Linked DNA regions of Pan troglodytes: region 2 is linked to region 1. The links are chromatin contacts, called in public Hi-C maps. All regions are on one chromosome and are shown on one strand. Each heading gives the region's core, a stretch centred on a gene start, on an enhancer-like site or on the middle of the called end of the contact. The rest is flanking DNA. Distances are from core to core; before and after follow the strand shown.

What was found. A called contact is a pair of places that touch in the nucleus more often than the background predicts.
Region 2: a Hi-C map of induced pluripotent stem cells shows a contact between it and region 1, with 2.2 times the contacts expected there. The contact joins the enhancer-like site here to the promoter of ARFGAP2 in region 1. A contact is called at or near these places in 1 of 7 Hi-C or Micro-C datasets (induced pluripotent stem cells) and 1 of 1 datasets of contacts at active chromatin or transcription factors (stem cell-derived excitatory neurons).

The regions. Positions count from the first base shown.
Region 1 is chr9:51,185,007-51,191,538 of NHGRI_mPanTro3-v2.0_pri, forward strand. It overlaps ARFGAP2 (ADP ribosylation factor GTPase activating protein 2), which reads right to left and starts at 5,119. Exons shown (of 16, transcript XM_001166418.6): 1 at 4,701-5,119; 2 at 4,435-4,553; 3 at 3,771-3,843; 4 at 3,102-3,233; 5 at 2,935-3,018; 6 at 2,015-2,096; 7 at 1,682-1,738; 8 at 555-607; 9 at 1-74. The coding sequence starts at 4,772. PACSIN3 (protein kinase C and casein kinase substrate in neurons 3) reads right to left here. Exons shown (of 11, transcript XM_054661293.2): 10 at 6,284-6,405; 11 at 5,441-5,964. The coding sequence ends at 5,849.
Region 2 is chr9:51,430,445-51,436,634 of NHGRI_mPanTro3-v2.0_pri, forward strand. SLC39A13 (solute carrier family 39 member 13) reads left to right here. Exons shown (of 10, transcript XM_054661353.2): 7 at 3-53; 8 at 355-487; 9 at 638-737; 10 at 866-2,075. The coding sequence ends at 941. PSMC3 (proteasome 26S subunit, ATPase 3) reads right to left here. Exons shown (of 12, transcript XM_508413.8): 10 at 5,848-5,993; 11 at 4,701-4,782; 12 at 4,366-4,536. The coding sequence ends at 4,426. Among named protein-coding and RNA genes, the nearest start is that of PSMC3, 9.0 kb to the right of the region's middle. Within about 2 kb of position 1,872, at least 10 of the 24 cell types and tissues checked have an H3K27ac peak or open chromatin away from gene starts, as enhancers often do. A contact at or near this core is called in induced pluripotent stem cells, where this site is marked.

The sequences.
Region 1 (6,532 bases), core at 3,869-6,368:
TGAGCCTGCCGCTCAATCTCACTGAAGCTCTGGCTGCTCACCTTCTGGGCCCCTAGGCCTTTCTTGGCACCCAGCTGGGAACAGAATCATGTAAGGGGCCTTCCCAATCACACTCTCCTCAGATTCCTCCCAGGTTCAGGCACTGTAGCCACACCCACAAGGAAAAGCCCCTTCTTAAAATTTAGGGTAAAAAACAGGATACCAACCAGCATGGCCAAGACAATAGTGCTCCGCTGGAGCTGGGCATGGGCGGCTCACACAGCCCCAGCAGAGCCCGGGCCTGAGGACAGCAGTTAATGCCGACAGGGCCAAGTATGTGCCAAGCACTCCGCCAAGCACTAGATGTGCTCCATCTCACCGACTCCTCCCAGCAGCCCTTGAAGACAGGCTTTAAATCCCTTTAAATCTTTAAATCCCTTTCACAGGCGAGGTTCGGAGAAACACAGTACCTTTGCCAAAGTCATATAGCTGGTAAGTGGTAAGGTCAAGGAGTGAACCCAGGTAGCCTGCACCCAGCTCCTAACCCCTCTACCATACCACCTCTCCCCACCTACCCCTTTCTTAGCTGCTGCTGGCTTCTTCTTGCCAATGATGGAGCTTTTCAGTTCTGCGTGAGAAACGGGTAGGCATGAGCTAAGACAAAGGCAGCTCAGAGGCAGTAGCTCAGTATACACCATGCAGCTTCATGGCAAGAGCTCCTAAGAACAGCTTCAGGCAAGGGAAGGCAAAGCTGCCACCACCAGCTCCAACCAGCGGTGTCAAAGCCAAAGACAGACGTGGCTGGGGTATTTACTGGCACCCGGCAGAGTGAGACAGGAACCTAGACCTGAAGCACCAGAGACGTCCAAAGTCCCTGAACCAAAACAAAGACTGCGAGGCAGGGAGCATATGGTGAGCACCAGGCTCCGCTTCTAAAGCAAGAAGCTGAGGGCAGGGGCTGGGCTCCCCAAGCAGCTGTCAGTTACCTCTGGCAGGAAGGGCCCCTTTAGCTGACAGATACATGGACTCTGGAGGAGAAACAGACTTGTGGCTAACAAGAGGCCCACCCCAGAGCCTCCACAGAGCTCCCAAGCCCAGCGGTCTCTATGAAGCCCTGCTTCAGACCAAGCTATGCCAGCCTTCTCATGGATCAGTCCGACAGTCACTCTGCTGGGTTCCAGCCCCAACCCCCAAGAGTCAACAGAACAAACCGAGGTCAGCAAATGGACTGTTCGCCCTGAACCAAGTCTGAAAGACACTAAGGAAAATGTAGGAAAGAGTTAAAGGACAGGCTGGGGTACTGGCTGAGAAAGAACAATGTCACCTCCAGCCTTCAGCAGCTCAGAGCTGTCCCTCCACCCCCGGAAATGCACCAGACAAGCCAGCCCTGCCTCAGAGCCCAGGGATAGGTGTCCAGTCTCATGCTGGCCTCCCCAACACTTTGGCTAGACCCAGCCCCATACTCAGAGGCAGACCCTAGGCCTTATACACCAGCCCACCCAGATTCATCAATTCAAAGGGCTTGGCTCTAAAATCAGTGTTGCATCCACTATTTCAATCACAGTCCCCACTCCAGAGAATCAGATAGATGCTCAGTCTCCTGTGGCCTCTGTCCACACGGCCAGGCAGCAGGACCTCTGAAAAGAACATTTGAGGTCCACCCTCTCCCAGACACCCCACGCCTGCCCGCTGGCATACTGACCCAGTGAGGCTTTGGGTGAGGTGCCAAGCAGGTCTGTGTTTGGGCCATGCTCCGGCTCTGTGGATGCAATGGTAGGAGTTAGAGATGAGCTCCTAGCTTCCTGCAACCTCCCCTTGAAAGAAGTGATGGGACGAGAATCGGTGGCTTTCCTCAGCTTGCCACCAAAAGATAAAAGGAATATCTACCACTTCCTCCAAGGATTAAAATGAATCCCGGCCCACCCAAAGATACAGGAGGACCCCTGCTCCTATTGTCATGGCCAGATGTCCCCTTCCAAACCCTGAGTCCTCTCCTAGGACCAGGGCACCTGGTTGGAATCTGGGCTGAACTCACGTGCCAGGCCACTGCTCTCTGTAGACGGGGCTGGCTGCTGGGTCCCTGAAGGCTCAGTGGCTGGCGCATCCCAGGCAGGGGGCTGAAAAGGAGGCCAGATCACAGATGCCTCGGTGAGCCACTCCTGCTGGCAAGAAGCACCAAGACCTACAAGCACCTTGTGGACAAGAAATCATACTCCAAACCCATGAGGAAAGGGACTGGAGGGTAGCAAACAAGATCACAGTTGCTATTCACTGTGGAAGAAAGCAGGAAGACAAGCAGCCCCCACCCCAACCCCTTCACTATTTACTTAGAGCCAGAGCCCATTCTCCTAACTTAAAGACAGTTAACTACCACCACCTAGGCAGACACAGATCTAAAGGCTCCTCTTATATGAATATATTTAATTATCACTACAACCCCTATGAAGGAGCTACATCGCCATTTTAGAAACTGAGGTTTTGACAGGTTGAGTGACTTGGCCACCATCACAGGAATGCTGAGTAGAGAACAGGAATTGAAGCCAAGAGTCTAACTTCAGCACCCAGGGCCAGTAAAGAGGAAACCCTCCTCAAAGGGGTGGGGCAGGGAGGAGAGAATCCTTTCACTGTCCCCAAGCACAGTGCCTTTCTTATAGGGGAAGAATCCAGGAAAATTTGTTTGGGGCACCGGACACCTCTTGAAACTTCAAGAAGCTGCTTCTCTTCCCCGCCAGCCCAATTTATAGGAGTCGATTTCTAAGGAGGGCTACACTGCACCTCCATTTATGGAGGAGGAAACACCTAGGCCTACCCAGCAGGAACAGTGGACTTCATATGTGGTGTCCAAGACATCACATCAAAGCAAATGGAATCTACAACCATGATCACAGAAGGCCTGGGCCTTGGTAAATTGCCTGTCAAGAACAACTGGGAAAACGGTTCCTTGTGGGCACTCACTTGAGTGTGTTCTGTGAAGAAATCAGAGTCCTTCTTCTCTGGGGAGTGATTAGGAACGGCACTACTCATGTTGTCTATCCAAAGCTAGAAAGGAGAAGACACCCCTAAAACACAGGGCTCTGAATACTCCTAACCCTCCTGCCCCAGCCCCAAGAACAGGCACTTACATCAGTGCCATGCCTAGCCAGGGCCGCACTCCCCAGCTGCCGGATCTTCTCCCGGTACATCTGGGCAGCTCGGCTATTATATTTGGTGTTGGCATCATTGGCTGTGCATCCATGTTGGCGAAAAAAAGCCGTCTGGAGAGCAAAGAAGAGAGCAGCGCATGCTACGGGTGATTCTCAAGAAGGAAACGTGTTGGCTGTAGGAGGCATCTCCTTATGACAGCGGAGTTATTATCTATACAGGATGATACATGCTACTGACACCGGTTTTTCAGAGACAAAGTTTCTCGAAATTCCTGCAAAAAACACCTTGCAGCGGGCCATCCTTTGATATGACTGAAGTCCAGGCCCCACTGAACGCTGCCTGAGCACAACATCCCATACCCAGCCTCCCCATCCTTCATCCAGGGCAGGCCCACAAGACCCAATGACTGTGAAGGCTCCCAACTCCTGTGGCTTTTCCCCAAGAACACCTGCCCAGTTTAATCGGAATCTGAAACCCATTTAAGAGAAGCTGTGACCAGTTTCGAAGTTTTCAGAAAATAGCTTATGGTGGTGTTATAGAACAGAGAACCCTCTGAACAGGGAAAACGACAGGGCCTCTTAGGGAGTCGTGCAAAGTTAGTACCCAGGCAGAAGAATGGAAGGTGAGGGAAGTAGAAGGAGCTTTACCGCATTGGCATTCCCGCCGACCTGCATACACCTCAGCTGGAACCAGTTCCAGTTGGAATCCAACTCTGTGGACCTGTGTACAAGGGCTGCGTCTCACCCACTAGCAGATACCAGCAGGATTTCCCTGGCAACCCGATACCTGTCACTTGGCCTCAGGCTGCTGTAGGCACCCAGGAAACATTAATCAGCCATCACCCCATTTCCTCCACACTACCCTGTCCATGAAAACTCTCCTCTTCGTTCATTTACTCCAAAGAGTACTAATTATGTCCCCAGATCCGAAAGGAAGTCACATTCTCAGGCACGCACGCCTGGATTTGGCTTTCCCCTAATGGATGGTCACAGTCTCACTAGAGACATACTGGGCTAACAACATATCAGCAACAACAAGGTCAATGCCTCCCTTTCCCCCCAACTAACGCTCAGAGTCTCAAGCCTGACCGTCAAAAAAGAGGAAGTTTTGGCCCAGAGGCGGAGACGGACCGCCCATGTGCCAAAGGGCCCACACAGGTGGTTCTCTCTGGCAGGAGGCTACCGGACCCTCTCGGCCCAGAGGCTTCCCACCGAATTCAGAGCGGCCCAAGTCGAGGCAGCCACTCTCCCTTGTTGCCCAGACAGCCCTGGCCGGCCGGGTGGAAACACGGCAACCGCGCGGAGAGCCTACCTGATGAAGCTCAGATGGACGCCCAGGGAGCGGTGCACCCCGGAACAGTCAATGCACAAGAAAACACCGTACGTGATGCTGGCCCAACTCGGATTCTTGGCGCCGCAGTCGAAACAGGCCTGGGTGGAGGAGGCGATGAGCGAATGGTCAGGGGCCCCGAGTAAAGGCCAGGCACCTACACCCCAGAAACACAACCCACCTCCGCCCTTCTCCCTCCCTCAGGCCCCAGCGGGACGAGAGACTCCGCGCCCCCCCTGCTCACGCACCTTGTTGGTTGGAACTGCGCGAAGCCTCTTAAAAAGAGTCTGGATTTCGGTCTTGTTCGGCTCCGCCGCCATTTTCTCTCCTTCCCAGACAGAACCGCGGCTGACGGGTCCCGCCGCGGGCCAATCCACGGCGGGGAGGGCGGGCTCACAAGGCCGGCCTCAGCGGTGCCCGGGCCAGCCGAGGGGTGGGGTGATTGGAGTCCGATCTGGACCAATGGGCAGCCGGCGGGACGGGGGCGGCGACGACAACCGCGGCCGCAAGAATCAACGCCGCGCCGGGCCAATCCGCAGCCGGGGCGGGGCGACGGCGCGCGGACCGGCCCAAACCTCCTCGCGCGCGTAGTACCCTTCCCCCCGCCCCTCCCACGCCGCAACCCCCAGGTGGAGTCGCACCCACGCCGCGCAGGCTGCGGGAGGCTGGGGGCGGGGACCCCCACTCCAGCCAATTACAGATCGATGAATAAGAATTAGGCTGCCCAAACACTCCTCGTCCCTCCGGCCCGAACGGGCAGACGCATTGGCCCGCGTCTCGCCCAGCCTTCAGCCGTTCTCGGCTCACAGCAAGCCTGACAGCGAGTCCCCTCCACTCCAGATTAGTATCTCGAAGTTCCAGAGCAGGTACCAAGCAGGCAAACCCTTTTCCAACCCCGGCCCCATAACAGACGCTAGGCCTCTCTCTAGATGCCCTCTGGTGGCCTGGCAAGGGTGTCCTATCAAAAAAATGCACATGAGCCCGACAGTGGTGTTTTTGTTTTTGTGTGTGGGTGTGTGTCAAGTTTTAATACACGCTAGAACAAGCCGCAAGAGGGTGCTGCAGGCCGGAACTACACTCACCCCAAGCCCACCCCAGGAACCCCAAAGCAGAGGTCAGGAACTGAGTCCACAGCTCCTGGGGAGGCCCAGGCACCCCTGAACGCTTCTGTCACCTCTGACCTCCCATCTTGCCCTCAGCCTAGACTCGTCCCTTCCCTACCAGTCCCTTCCCTAGACAAAGGCCCCTCCCCTCCCTGGGTCCCAGGACTTCCTCCCTCAAGGGACAGAGGAGCAGCCGGAGAGCGACGGTTCAGGGCCCTGAGGGTCCGGCTCTCCAGGAGAAGCTGGGCTCTGACCCAGGGTGGGTAAACGTCGCAGAAGGGCTGTCAGGACACTCAGGCGCCCACACACTCCACGTAGTTGGCAGGGTACAGGCCAATGCGGCCACTCTGCAACTGGCCTTGGCACCAGCCCTGCTCGTCCTCCTCACTCATCTTCAGCAGCTCCTCCCCTGGGGGAAAGGGGATTGGTCACTGCCAGTGGCCCTGGCCCAGGCCCTGTTCCTGCAACTGGGTCAAGGACTGAGGGGGATGGTGTGGTCCCAGAGCCCAGCTAGCAAAGACATGGCTCAGGCAGAGGCAGGTCAAGGTCAGCAAGCTGCCCCACCCCAGACCCTGAATGCAGCCACCAGGCACCAGCTATCTGGACCTGGAACAGCTGAAGGGACAGAGGACTGGCCCTTAAGAAGTGGGTATTTGGCTTCCCTTTCTGACACCCCTGCTCAGGCAGATAAGGCAGAGGCCGAAGCTAGGAAAGGGGTCCCAGGGTACCTGCTCGGAAGCTCAGCTCATCAGCTTCCTGGCCAGCGTAGTCATAGAGTGCCCTCACCCGAACCCCGGTGGCAGCCTTCCGGGGACTCTCTTCATCTGACCACTCCTCATCCTGCCCCGTGCTGGAGAGGGGAGGCAAAGGGAGCAGCTCAGAGTGCAAGGAACACGGGGCTGGAGATCTCACCCAGGATCAGGGCAAAGGCCTCCCTACCCCCAGAGGCACCTGGGAGAGTCAGGTGAGGTACTAAA
Region 2 (6,190 bases), core at 622-3,121, 240 kb after region 1:
AGATCGGGCTCCTGACAACCATGGCCATCCTCCTGCATGAGATCCCCCATGAGGTGAGCGCTTGTAGGGCAGCCCCCAGGGGCCCAGGCCCCCACAGTGCCCATGATCAGCATGGGTGTGGAGCTCAGGAGGGTGTGGGGCTGGGCCTGTCCAGCATGGCACTCTGGGGCTGGGCTGTGAGGGCTGGAGCTCCTCACCCCAGCAGCCTGCAGCTGCCATCTCCGCCATACTCAGGATGGGGGTCCCAGGGGAAGGGTGGGGAAGGGCAGGGGGCTCAGTGTGTATATCGTACCTGAGCACTCAGGGCATCAGGCCCCGCTGGGGCGCAGGGTGAACCTCTGGACCTCCCTTCAGGTGGGCGACTTTGCCATCCTGCTCCGGGCCGGCTTTGACCGATGGAGCGCAGCCAAGCTGCAACTCTCAACAGCGCTGGGGGGCCTACTGGGTGCCGGCTTCGCCATCTGTACCCAGTCCCCCAAGGGAGTAGGTACGGGCGTGGCGGGTGGTTGTGGCGGGTGGCATCAGCAGAGGGGCACCAGCCAAAGGGTGTGGCTACCTCACCGCTGGTCCCCAGGCCTGGGAGGTGGGGAGCACACACAGTGCCGTGGGTACCCAGTTGGGTGTTCTCCCGCTGCAGAGGAGACGGCAGCCTGGGTCCTGCCCTTCACCTCTGGCGGCTTTCTCTACATCGCCTTGGTGAACGTGCTCCCTGACCTCTTGGAAGAAGAGGACCCGTGGTGAGTGACCTGTTGGAGGAAGAGGACTGCCACTCACAGGACCCTTAGGGGCTCAGGAGGGAAGGGCTCCTGGCCGCTGCCTGCTCCCCCTGCCCATGCCTCCACCGTGAGCCGTTCCCTCCCCACAGGCGCTCCCTGCAGCAGCTGCTTCTGCTCTGTGCGGGCATCGTGGTAATGGTGCTGTTCTCGCTCTTCGTGGATTAACTTTCCCTGATGCCGACGCCCCTGCCCCCTGCAGCAATAAGATGCTCGGATTCACTCTGTGACCGCATATGTGAGAGGCAGAGAGGGCGAGTGGCTGCGAGAGAGAATGAGCCTCCCGCCAGACAGGAGGGAGGTGCGTGTGGATGTATGTGGTGTGCACATGTGGCCAGAGGCGTGTGTGTGAGACCGACACTGTGATCCCTGTGCTGGGTCCGGGGCCCAGTGTAGCGCCTGTCCCCAGCCATGCTGTGGTTACCTCTCCGTGCCGCCCTGTCACCTTCACCTCCCGGAGTAAGCAGCGAGGAACAGCAGCACTGGTCCCAAGCAGAGGCCTTGCCCTGCTGGGACCCCGGGAGTGAGAGCAGCCCAAGGATCCCAGGGTGCAGGGAACTCCAGAGCTGCCCACCTCCCACTGCCCCCTCAGCACACACACAGTCCCCAGGTGGCCTAGGGGCCAAGGCTGGGGCGGCTTTGGTCCCTTTTCCTGGCCCTTCCTTCCCCACTTCTAAGCCAAAGAAAGGAGAGGCAGGTGCTCCTGTACCCCAGCCCCACTCAGCACTGACAGTCCCCAGCTCCTAGTAGTGAGCTGGGAGGCGCTTCCTAAGACCCTTTCCTCAGGGCTGCCCTGGGAGCTCATTCCTGGCCAACACGCCCTGGCAGCACCAGCAGCTCTTGCCACCTCCAGCTGCCAAACAGCAGCCTGCCGGGCAGGGAGCAGCCCCAGGCCAGAGAGGCCTCCCGGTCCAGCTCAGGGATGCTCCTGCCAGCACAGGGGCCAGGGACTCCTGGAGCAGGCACATAGTGAGCCCGGGCAGCCCTCCCCAGCTCAGGCCCCTCTCCTTCCCCATTGAGGTTGGGGTAGGTGGGGGCGGTGAGGGCTCCACGTTGTCAGCGCTCAGGAATGTGCTCCGGCAGAGTGCTGAAGCCATAATCCCCAACCATTTCCCTTGGCTGACGCCCAGGTACTCAGCTGGCCCACTCCACAGCCAGGCCTGGCCCTGCCCTTCACCGTGGATGTTTTCAGAAGTGGCCATCGAGAGGTCTGGATGGTTTTATAGCAACTTTGCTGTGATTCCGTTTGTATCTGTAAATATTTGTTCTATAGATAAGATACAAATAAATATTATCCACATACTGGCTGCCTTGGTTCTGCACGGCCTTCCATGGCCAGGCAGGGCCTTCCTTACTGCCACTGCCAGGCCCTTGTCTCTGAACTGTCACCCCAGTGCATCTCTGAACATTCCATGTCTTCCTGGCTTAACTTTTTATTCCAATGACTGAGCACCTATACGAGCCTGGCCGTATGCCATTTTAGCCCCTCACCACCACAAACTCCAGGACGCTGTCCTTATCTTTTTTTTTTTTTTTGAGACAGAGGAGTCTCACTCTGTCACCCACGCTGGAGTGCAGTGGTGCGGTCTTGGCTCACTGCAACCTCCGCCTCCTGGGTTCAAGCAATTCTCCTGCCTCAACCTCCCAAGTAGCTGGGATTTACAGGTGTGTGCCACCACCCCTGGCTTTTTTTTAAAAGTAGAGATAGGGTTTTGCCATATTGGCCAGGCTGGTCTTAAACTCCTGAACTTGTGATCTGCCCGCCTCAGCCTCCCAAAGTGCTGGGCTTACAGGTGTGAGCCACCGTGCCCAGTTAGTGCTGTCCTTATAGACCTGAAAGCTGGAGCATTTTCCCCACCTGCCCCCCATTCCACCTTGACTGAAAATGTAATCAGGGAAGGGAGCTCCAGCCACAAAGTCATCTCCAGGTTTGGCCTCAGTGAAATTAAGCTCTCATTCGCTTAAAAAAGAAAGGCCGGGTGTGGTGGCTCACGCCTGTAATGCCAGAACTTTGGGAGGCCAAGGTAGGGGGATCGCGAGGTCAGCAGTTCGAGACCAGCCTGGCCAATATGGTGAAACCCCGTCTCTACTAAAAATACAAAAATTAGCCAGGCGCGGTGGCACGTGCCTGTAATCTCACCTACTCAGGAAGCTGAGGCAGAATTGCTTGAACCCAGAGGCGGAGGCTGCAGTGAGCTGAGATCACACCACTGCACTCCAGCCCGGGTGACAGAGCAAGACTCCATCTAAAAAATAAATAAATAAAAAAGAAAGAGAAAAGAAGAAAAAAGAATATGGGACCCTTATTCAAAACCACACACCCTCCCTTCTGAATGTGTGGAGTATGAGAACACCAGGCACAGGGCGCCCCTTCCCCAGTCCTGTCAAGAGAATGGGGGTGGGGGTGTCCAGTCCACCTCTTCCCTCCCAGGCCAGCCAGGACCACCGTCAATAGCCCACTGGCTGGGATCTGCAGTCTGGGCAGTGTCATGGAGCGTGGGAGAGGGGGGTGTGAAACCCCAGTGACGTCCTTAGCTGGGAGTGCTTGGCTCTCAGTATTTCTATCAGCAAAACATTTTAAAACAACATAGTATTTGCTTCACCTAGCTGCAACACATCCCGTAAGATAACTGTCTCAAGGACCCATTGACTCTTGGCCTCAGATCCAAGGAATGAGCCATGGCCGTCCCAGCCGGCTGCCCCCCTCACCTATGCAGGTGCTCAGGGCTGCTAGCTGGGGTGCCAAGCCCTGCTGGATGGCAGACAGTGCGTGCGAGCATCACAGCCACTGGAAGAGGCCGGGGGCCCCATTTTAGAGATGAGGAAGCCAAAGCAGGGTGGGTGTGGTCCCTGTGGGGGAACTTGGGTGTCATGGTCAGGAGCAAATGCCCTGTCCGGTTAGAAGAGAGAACAGGAATGGAGGACTGCGGCGGCCAAGTCCAGGGTAGGGGACAGAAACAGAAGCACTTCAGGGGTTGTGCTGCTGGACTCCTGAGGCAGGGGCTGGGGAGTCAGTGGGAAGCCAAGCAGGGCCACCCAGGGAAGGCAAGGGGCCAGCTGGAGTGAAGAGATGGCAGAATTGGGGGATGGGAGCACAGCGTGACAGACCAGTCCTAGAGGGGCTCCCAGTGGATCCTGTTCAGGCTCAGTTTTTGGCCAAAGATAGGGAGAGAAAGAGCTAAGGGGGCATCTGGAGAAAAGGGGGCCCAAGGGCCAGGAAACAAGGGAGGATGCTGAAAGCCTGAACCCAAGCCTGGCTTTACCAGGAGGCAAGGACTAGTGCCAGATACCAAAATGCCGAAAGTGAAAGGGTGGCTTCTATCCAGGTCCTCTGTGCAGGAACTGCAGGGCCATGAGCCTCTGAAAGCTCAGAGCAGAGTGGTGCTCGGGGAGAGAAGGCTCTGAGGGGCCTGAAGGCCCAGGCAGCAGCTGCAGCACCACACACAGCCCCAGAAAGCCTCATCCTGACCAGTGGTGTGGGGCCCACGGCTGTCTCCGGGTTTCCAGGTGTCAGCACCTGGGGAAGGTGCCTCCCGCACATGCCCCCACTCCTCCAGCCAGAGCCCAGGGAAGGCAGACAAGCAGCGGCAGGGACCCTAAACCATCTTTTATTGTGCACTTCAGCCGTGAGACTGGGGCTGGCCTGTGTGCCCTAGGCGTAGTATTGTAGGTTGGCTTTCTTCTTGGCCTGCACCTCCAGGATGCCTTCCATGTAGTCCTCGTGGGTGAGCTCCGTGGCACCCCTGCGTAGTGCGATCATGCCCTACAGCCGGGACAAACAGAGTCTGAACGCCTGAATGCCTTCCCTGGCTCCCTGAGGCTCAGGCCTCTTCCCTCAGCCGTCTCCACCAGCCAAATGCCCCCATCCTGTCCAGGGAGGGGGCAAGAAGGCACAAAGCAACGCACCCACCCCAGCTGACCACTCACCGCCTCCACACACACAGCCTTGCACTGGGCCCCATTGAAGTCATCTGTGCAGCGGGCCAGCTCCTCGTAGTTCACGTCAGGACTGGGGACAGGACAGATACCACAGGCTCAGTGGCTTATGCGGAATGGGCAGAGGGGCCAAATATCCTCCCCTAGCCCCGTCAAGCAACAAAGTCAAGTTGCCCTGTGATCAGAGGCAAGTCCCTTACTCAATGCGCCTTGTTTTCTTCTCAGTACAAGATGGGGGGGATGAAGGGAGGAAGTTAATGCAGGTTATAACAGGTTATTTCTAGGGTCTCTTGAGCTCTGGCCTTCTAGAAATCTGCATCTGGGACTCCAGGGACTGACTGTCCTCATCCTGTGCCCAGCACTGCGCTTGACACTGTCACATCTAATCCTTACCACGACCCTGTGAAATCAGTGCTATCATCCCCAAGTCCCAAATAAGAAAAGTGAGGCTGAGGCCGGGCGTGGTGGCTCATGCCTATAATCCCAGCACTTTGGGAGGCCAAGGTGGGCGGATCACAAGGTCAGGAAATCGAGACCATTCTGGCTAACAAGGTGAAACCTCATCTCTACTAAAAATACAAAAAATTAGCCGGGTATGGTGGCGGGCGCCTGTAGTCCCAGCTACTCGGGAGGTTGAGGCAGGAGAATGGCGTGAACCCAGGAGGCGGAGCTTGCAGTGAGCCGAGATCGCGCCACTGCACTCCAGCCTGGGCGACAGAGCGAGACACTGTCTCCAAAAATTAAAAAAAAAAAAAAAGTAAGGCTGAGAGAGGGCATGCCACCTGCTGAGAGTCATACATATCTGAACTCAAGTCCATCTGGTCCCGGCCATTCCTGGCGTGTGTTAATGGGCTGAGGTGTGAGGCCAGGAAACTAAGTGCCTCCAGCCTCTGTGCCTTCAGATGAGGGGTGGAGTCTAAGGAGCAGAGCACCCAGAATTACGACATGGGCCCTGGCAAGACGCTACATCACACAACTGAGGAGAAACGGAGGCTGGCGTGTGGAACGGTGCTGTGTGTGCCTGGGGCCTGGGAGGTGGTGGTCGTGGAGGCTGGGGAAGATCAGTACAGAGAAGCATGGCAGAGACATCCTCCTGCGCCTGTTCAGGTCTCTGTGCCCTGCCCGTGCTCCTGCTCACCTGACATTCATCTTTCGGGAGTGGATCTGCATGATTCTGGCCCGGGCCTCCTCATTGGGCATCGGGAACTCTATCTTGCGGTCCAGGCGGCCCGAGCGGAGGAGGGCGGGGTCCAGGATGTCCACCCTGTTTGTGGCTGCAATTACCTGAGGAAGAGAAGCCACAACTTGAAAGGAGCAAGGTGTTCACAGATGGGCAGACACGGTCAAAAAAGGCAGAGAGGCAGCCCCCAGAGTGCAGGTAAGACACATGGGATGTTAAAGACAGATCCCAATTCTCATTCCAGCTCCACCACTCGCTAGCTGGGGGCCTGACAGCTCCTGACCTCTGAGCCTCATCATCT